Regions from separate parts of the Zea mays genome. Here regions 1 and 3 are each linked to region 2. A link is a contact called in public Hi-C data. All regions are on one chromosome and are shown on one strand. The core of a region is the stretch at or near the end of the contact, and the rest is flanking DNA. Distances in the headings are between cores, read along the strand shown. Region 1 holds the start of LOC100277195. Region 2 holds the start of LOC100273091 (Ubiquitin carboxyl-terminal hydrolase family protein). Region 3 overlaps LOC103643688 (serine/threonine-protein phosphatase BSL2 homolog).

Region 1 (2,700 bases), core at 20-2,519, 310 kb after region 2:
AGGCGCCACCATGTCCTCCTCGACGACACGCACGGAGAAAGGCCAGGAGCATGACCGACTCGCCCCGTACCCGCATCAACGAGCGTCGGTCGGCTCGCGGCTGCGACCGTGGGTGGGGGCAGCAGGTTGGGGAGGAAGAACATGGCGTATGCTGAGAAGACGAACGGGACGTCCGACGACGGCGAAAACGATGGTCCGCGCATGATGTGAAACGTCCTCGTGGACGTGCAATGGCCACTGCGCGAGTCGGTGTCGGGGCTGGTGTCGGACGAACACGAGGAGGAGACGCCTGCTCCTACGCCATTTGCCGATAATAGAGTGGCGCGGAGGTGGAAGCATAAGGGGGAGAGAAAATAAATAGAATGGCGAACGGGGTGGTGGCAACTGAGGCGAGGACCATCATTATCGTGCAGAGGTATAGATGGCCAAATGAGCCGTGTCTGGCGAGCCGGTCCGAGGCATGACCCATTTAATAGTGACTGAGCCAACCCGACACGAGCGTCCTGCTGTGCTTAGGCCGTAGCCTCGGCCCGTAGTGCTTGCCGGCCTGACACAATTATTTTTTTTATTTTACAAAAAAAATCATATATACATACATACAATTTATATCCATTATTATAAACACTTGAGCATTATATTCTATTGGTTAGATAGTTTTATCTAGTGTCTTCCACCCTTCTTCCGTTTCAAACTCCTACACTATTTTTAATATTTTACGATGAGTTGATTTTGGAAACCATTTTTAATATTTTACGCTGAGTTGATTTGAAAAAAATGTAGGGATTTTTTTGTAAAAAGATGACGCAGAATAACCGTTGAAACTGGTGCTTTAAATCGCTCTTTAAACAAAAATCTGCCGTTGAAAATAGGGCTGACCGCTGAAAATGTCGCTGCTCTAGTTGTTTTTGTCCAAACATAGTACGAAGTTGGATATAAAAACAAATTAGGACTTCCGATACGATTCATTCATAATAATTCTCTAAATCTCACGTAGCCATATGAATTAGATCGATAAATATTTTTTCAATCCACAAAGTCGAAGTCGACTTCATCCCAATGACAACTTCACCACTTTTGCCACTGGGGTTCTTTCACCTTCACGGGCTTCACCGCTTGTACGATCTGATAAATTCGAACACGGAGCTGGCTTAGTCAAACTGGGCATCAGTTGCACAGTTGCTACCCTAAAGCCCATTAGCCCATCCGTCGTTCCTGGCTGTCCTGAAAACCCCAAACCAATCAGGCAATCGTGCCCAGTTCCGCTTCCCCTCGCCATTTCGCCCCGCCTCCCGCCCCTACTCCCTACACCTTCACCGCTGTCGGGGGAGGCGGCTCGCCGTGACATCGACCTCACCCCACCCCCAGCGTAGCATCCCGCCACTCCATCGCACTGTCCATGGAGGATGACGAGTACGAGGAGGGGATGGAGATGGGCTACGGCGGGCATCACCAGCACGGCGGCGGCCACGCGGGGTACGGCGCGGAGGAGGACGACGAGGTGGGGTACGGCGGCGGGGGCGGGGAAGAGATGGATGAGGATGCGGACGGGGACGCTGAGCAGCAGGAGGATATCACTCAGGACGACGCCTGGGCCGTCATATCCGCCTACTTCGAGGAGAAGGGCCTCGTGCGCCAGCAGCTCGATTCCTTCGACGAGTTCATCCAGAACACCATGCAGGAGATTGTTGATGAGTCCGCCGACATCGAGATCCGCCCCGAGTCGCAGCACAACCCTGGCCGCCAGGCCGAATTTGCCGAGGTTGTTGCCCCACTCTGATCGACTGTTGCAAGTGATGCCTGAATGGTTCACTATTTGCTGCTGCTAGACTGGGCGATTAGCCTGGGGTGCTGGGGGAGCTTGGTATGACATGGTGTCTCGGTAGCATTTGCCGGCTCATCACTTTGCCATCTGTGCACCTGCTTGATTAGATGTCCACCTACGGTTTTGGGTCTAGTGCGGAAACAGGTGCCCAATTTTATGGCTGAGGATGAATTTTGCACCGACTTAGGTGGACAGGGGATTGTGGAATTGTTCAGTTCTACTAGTGTCTAGAATAGCTTCTGCTGAAGTTCCCTCTGTGCGATATATGGTAGGGAATTCTTGAGTTTGACAAGGATAGCATAAAAGATTCCAGAGTGAGTTTTGTATTGATCAGGACATTTGTAGTGATCTTCAGTTGGTACTAGTAATATATGGAGTTGATCTTATGATGAAGATAGCACGTCTCATGTTTCGTGGGTTTTGAACCACCTGTACTTTATTTTCTTGAGCTGTGTGGTGTGATGTGATTTGCAAATAATGAATAATGCAAGTAGAAGTGCTTGCTAAGGAAAAACACAATTCTCAGATTAACATTGAAAATTTCTGTGAAATCAATCATTAATGGCTAAGCACTTGTGATAAACAAATAAGTCTCAAGATCTTTTTGAATTCTCTTGAACAAGTCATGTAAGACATGAATTGGATTTACGAATGTTCATCAGAAGTAAGCACCAGTAAATACATAAAATATTTGTGCTTCTCTAGAAACTGAAGAGAACTAAACATGTTCCCTTTCCTTAGTAAGTGTGCAAGATTATGAATTGAAACTTGTATTAAAATGTTGAAGCTCTACACTGATATCTTTTGATAGTGTCTGAATTCAGCAGTCGCCTTCACTAATATATGTGGGGTCACAATGCAATCTGATGTTTGGGTCA
Region 2 (2,700 bases), core at 19-2,518:
TCATCTTCAGCCACGTCGTCTTCATCATCATACTCCTCATTTTCATCATCATCCACTGTGGCACCAAACTCCTCCCCGATGATTTGTTCACTGCGACTACTCCTTCGATCTTTGCCCTTGCCCTTTCCAACTTCCTCCTTCCCCATATGCATCAAATGCATATACTGATACCTTATCCCCATCATGGGGTGCTTGTCCACAAGCATATGCCTCCGGTATGATTCCCTGAGAACTACCGTCTGTGTCCTCAGCTTGTGCGATATGTAGAAAATCCCAGGGTGCTTAGCCACCACCTTCCTGAATCCTGGTGGCAACCGCAGCGCCTCCCCAAGCTTGACCAACACCTCCTTCTCCATCTTCTTCCCAACCGTGAGACTCAGGACCTCGTGCAGCACCGCCACGGTCCTCTTCTCCGTTATGTCACTCCTTGGCGTTAGGTGCGACCCATCCTCATAGGGCGAAATGTACGGCAGCCTCTGCCACTCGTCTAACCATTTGCGCACCTTCTTGTCAAGCTCGAATCCTCTGGGGAACGAGAGTGGGAAGGCGACCACGTCGCCGACCTTGTAGCCGCCGGTGCGCTGCGCGTAGGACTGCATCGACGACACGGCGAGATCCTTCCTGTAGCAGACGAGCTCGAGGAGGCTGCCGTCCGGGGAGAGCGCGAAGTAGTCCGGGTAGTTGGGGAGCAGCGAGCGTTGGAAGTCGGACGCGAGGCCGAGGTCGAGCCGGAGGCGCGCGACGAGGCGGAGCGGGAGCGCGCGAGAGGGGGCGAGCATGAGCAGCCGAAGCAGGCGGTCAGCCGCGTCGGGGACGGTGGCGTCGACGACCTGCGCCTCGGCGGCGTGGAGCGCCGAGAGCCGGGGCGTCGGGGAGACCTCGATGGGGTGCGGCGAGAGCGCGAACGCCGAGGGGTAGAGCCGCAGGAAGCGCAGCGGGCGGAACGGGAAAGGGATTGTGGAGGGCAGCGAGTGCAGCGGCACGGCGTGCGGCGGCGGCGTGGCGGCAAGGAGCACGTCCTTGGCGAGGAGAAACGGCACCAGGTGGCGCTCCCGCTCCACGACGTGGTCGAGGGCCCGTTCTCGCACCCACGGCACGCGCGCCTCGAGGAGGCCGCGCGCCGGCACTAGCAGCGCCGCCGGTACACGCCGCAGCGGCGGCAGATGCATCTCTTCGTGGGGTTTTGGGAGGCGAGCGTCCGAATGCGGCGGCGTGTGGGGAGGCCTCAAGTGAGGGGAGAACAGAGACGGTGGTCGATTGTGTCTATTTTTAGGTTGGTGTCGTGGGTGGGTTCGAACCGTGCGGGCTGAGAGACTCGGCCCAATTGAGGTTCAGCTACTTTGAATTTTTTTCATGAATCACACTCTACCGCGATTTGTTAACAAGTCAGACATGTTTGTTAACGAGCCAGTTCGCGGGCGAAACAAGCTATCACATTTTTAACAAAACAAAATTATATTTATATTATTTGCGTAACAATTAATGAATATGTTATCTGTATATATGTGGTGTTGATCTGAGTTAAACTATTGATTGACGAATTGTGTCAATGTGTTAAATTGGTCTATACGTGTCGGCGTTTCGACCCTGGGGGTACCTGGACCAACGAGTAAATTGTCGCTGCGTGTGCCAGCCCAGATGGGTCGGCGCGAGACGGAACACAAGGGGGGAAAACAGTAAGGGAAAACCGCGACCTCGTGTTGTCCTGCGCCCAGGGCGGATGCGCTTGCAGTAGGGGGTTACAAGCGTTCGCGAGGGAGAGAGAGAGGGAGAGCCTTGCGCGTCGGCCCGTTCTCCCGCGTGGTCACCTTCTCGTACGAGAGCCCTGGACCTTCTGAAAGGGAATTAGGCTTACACCTAGTTCCTAAATAATTTTGGTGGTTGAATTGCCCAACACAAATAATTGGACTAACTAGTTTGCCCAAGTGTATAGATTATACAGGTGTAAAAGGTTCACACTCAGCCAATAAAAAGACCAAGTTTTGGATTCAACAAAGGAGCAAAGGGGCAACCGAAGGCACCCCTGGTCTGGCGCACCGGACTGTCCGGTGCACCACCGGACATGTCCGGTGCACCAGGGGGACTCAGACTCAAACTCGCCACCTTCGGAAATTTACAGAGGCGACTCGGCTATAATTCACCGGACTGTCCGGTGTACACCGGACATGTCCGGTGCTCCAGGGAAGGTCGGCCTCAGGAACTCACCAGCCTCGGGTTTTCTCCTTCGCCGCTCCGCTATAATTCACCGGACTGTCTGGTGTGCACCGGACTGTCCGGTGCAACCTCGGAGCAACGGCTACTTCGCGCCAACGGCTACCTGCAACGGCATTTAATGCACGCGCAGCGCGCGCAGGAGTCAGAATCGCCCATGCTGGCACACCGGACAGCAAACAGTACATGTCCGGTGTGCACCGGACACCCAGGTGGGCCCACAAGTCAGAAGCTCCAACGGTCAGAATCCAACGGCAGTGATGACGTGGCAGGGGGCACCGGACTGTCCGGTGTGCACCGAACTGTCCGGTGCGCCATCGAGCAGACAGCCTCCCAACGGCCACTTTTGGTGGTTGGGGCTATAAATACCCCAACCACCTCACCATTCATTGCATCCAAGTTTTCCACTTCCCAACTACTACAAGAGCTCTAGCATTCAATTCTAGACACATCAAAGAGATCAAATCCTCTCCAAATTCCACACAACGC
Region 3 (2,700 bases), core at 192-2,691, 440 kb after region 2:
TTATGTTCTATATCTGATTTATATATTATGATGCTCTTGATATGGTTGAGTTACAAATATGATGTTGAAATTTTATATGTTTCCTTTAGCTAGTTCCTAATGTTTGTTGGTTTGGAAGTTTAGTGACATCCTGGAAGATTTGGTGATTCTAGGGTGTTACAATAAGACTAGTCTAATGGTAGGTGTCGGATTACCCTATAGATCACCCCAAATGGTCACCAATGCCTAGTGCTGATATAGTACTAACATTATAGCCATTGAGAGGAATTGAACCCTGACACAATAGTCCGATGGTACGCAGAGGGTGCAATAGTTGTAAATATCCTTGAGGGCTATAAATAAGACCATAATCGATCACATAAGATGCATTGGAGCTGAGGAGCATACCAAGAGAGTTGAGGTTCATTTTAGTAGCTCTAGACATCCAAGCGCTCAACAGTCACTTGGTGATTAACGTAGGTGCTTTGTGAAGTACTTAATTAGTTAGGTATACCGCCACTTATAGCATTTGATCTAAGTTTAGGACTAGTTTTTTGAGTGAGATTAGAACACCTCTTACCTTTTGGTGCTTACGTGACCATTGTAGTTATACTAGAGGGGCTTGTAATTTTGCAAGATCACACCAATTGAAATTGAGTTTATAGTGTGATCGCGACTGTGTAGTAGAGGAAACTATGCCCACGATCTTTTAGCTAAAAACTCAATAATAAAGATGGAGGGCTTGTAGTCATGTAAGATCACACCAAATATGCCAGCGGTGTGATCGAGAATGAGACGTGGACTAGAGGAAAGTTTGCAAGCCTTTTGATACCTCAATAAAATACCGAAGTCACCAATGAGAGTTTGTATCTCTATCACACTTAAGATCTCATATTTATATTATTTGTGTGTTTTACCTTCTTAGCTTAGTTGGTAGGTAATTGTTAGGTTTGAAGCCTAACTCTTATGATTAAGATAGTAGCACTTAGTCAGACTATAATTGCACATAGATAATCTATTTATTGCATAAGGTTTGACTAGACGTAAAAGAGAGACCTTGGTTAAGAAATAAAGTATCTAATTTACTCTCTTCTTAGACATCAAAATGTCATGCATATACTTGCAACCTTAGACTCTACGGATTATGTGATATCATTCTTCGCTAATAATAATTAGCTTAGACAGTTCTAGTTACTCAACGAGAGACGCTTGGTATCAGTTTTATGTTAATTGACTCTCTGGTCTCTGACCACCTACAAACACTCGTATTGAAATACATGTCGGTCAAAAATAACTTATGAGAATATGGGTCGAGCTTTTTGGGTTAGCATGAGCACAACCCAAAAACAGGAGCCCAAACCACGGCCTGACATGAAATAATATAGGCCAGGCTACCATGGTTCGAAGCCAGATCTAAGTCGGGCTTTAAATTCTGACCCATCATGACCCAGCAAGCACGCACACATGGGCTGGGTTTGTAGGGGCATGGCCCAATGAAACCCATATTGCTTAATTTTTTAATTTAGTAAGGTAATGACTTAATATGGCGATAATACTTGAATTTTATGTAATCAAATGCTATTCACATTGTTTATCTTTAATTTAGTAATATTTGAATTTTATATGATTGTAATATTTGAATTTTATATGGTTAAAATATATGGGCGAGCAGGAGCCAAAATTTCTGGCCTAATCCGTCTCCTCCTCCCCCTTGGCCCACATGCAGGTGTAATACAAGCATGCATCATCAATTACAAGATAATCATATGACCATTCATCCAGATGAAGCCGTTCTGCGAAATGTCTTCCAAAAAACGACGCAACTAGAAAGCTGCTACAAAGAGTTGTTGCCAGAGACATTCTAGCCGGAAAGAGCCCTGCCAAACCACTCTACGGTTGCTTCTCGGCTGAAATCCAAATTCGCCGCATTGGTAGCCACTAGCCACAAACCACCAGACCACATTTATACCAATATTAAACGCACCCAGCTGTGTAATACACACATTCGAAAGTAGTAAAGTAAAATCGTACATCAACGGTGTAAATAAAATAACAGCTCTTTACCTCCACTATAAATCAAACTGTCCATTCTCCACCGCAAAAATTCTCAAACTTTAAGAACACAAAAATGTACACATCAGCGTCTGTCTGAAATTACATTGAGGTTGAGAGCACTATTATACAAAACAGCTGGACCGCGAACCCTCCTGACAAATCCCTGTGGCAACTCAAAAATACTTTGCGACATGAGAAAATTCCAGGCCCCGAGAGAAAGGAAAGAATACCTAGTACAATAACACTATTACGTTTGCCATTCCAAATTGGATGCCAAAAACACACCATACCCCCCCCCCCCCCCCCCCCCCCACCCCACACACACACACAAAAAAAAACCCAGCTGAGTATATACAAATGAAGCCTCCACGGATCTTCGAAGGAGTTCTATTTGCACTGCTACTCGTGTTCAATGAAACGAATTGGAGAGCGTTGTCCTAGATTAAGCTCCCTTCTACCAACTTTATAGTCCCTATGCTCCCCTGTACATCAATCTTTCGTTTCGGTACGGCTGTCGACCAGCCCCTCTCCCGAACACAAATGAAAATAACAAGATCCAGACCACTCAGGCTTCATATGAATCATACCAACCAATGTGTGGTCAATCTACTATATCCAGGCAAGAGAACCCTTGTCATTAGCTACTGCTTGGGGACGCCCCCTGGT

What was found. Hi-C and Micro-C count contacts between places; a contact is called where the count stands out from the background.
Region 1: a contact with region 2 is called in a Hi-C map of leaf, with 6 times the contacts expected there. The contact joins the promoter of LOC100277195 here to the promoter of LOC100273091 in region 2. A contact is called at or near these places in 5 of 25 Hi-C or Micro-C datasets (endosperm, leaf, root tip and 2 more).
Region 3: a Hi-C map of ear shows a contact between it and region 2, with 2.9 times the contacts expected there. The contact joins the enhancer-like site here to the promoter of LOC100273091 in region 2. A contact is called at or near these places in 3 of 25 Hi-C or Micro-C datasets (ear, endosperm and tassel).

Annotation. Positions count from the first base shown.
Region 1 is chr1:256,720,271-256,722,970 of Zm-B73-REFERENCE-NAM-5.0, reverse strand. It overlaps LOC100277195, which reads left to right and starts at 1,269. Exons shown (of 25, transcript NM_001352402.1): 1 at 1,269-1,759. The coding sequence starts at 1,397.
Region 2 is chr1:257,032,877-257,035,576 of Zm-B73-REFERENCE-NAM-5.0, reverse strand. It overlaps LOC100273091 (Ubiquitin carboxyl-terminal hydrolase family protein), which reads right to left and starts at 1,268. Exons shown (of 3, transcript XM_008669160.2): 1 at 1-1,268. The coding sequence starts at 1,169.
Region 3 is chr1:256,597,247-256,599,946 of Zm-B73-REFERENCE-NAM-5.0, reverse strand. LOC103643688 (serine/threonine-protein phosphatase BSL2 homolog) reads right to left here. Exons shown (of 21, transcript XM_020546825.3): 21 at 2,021-2,700. The coding sequence ends at 2,644. Among protein-coding and RNA genes, the nearest start is that of LOC103643688, 16 kb to the right of the region's middle. Within about 2 kb of position 1,441, at least 9 of the 20 cell types and tissues checked have an H3K27ac peak or open chromatin away from gene starts, as enhancers often do. A contact at or near this core is called in ear, endosperm and tassel, where this site is marked.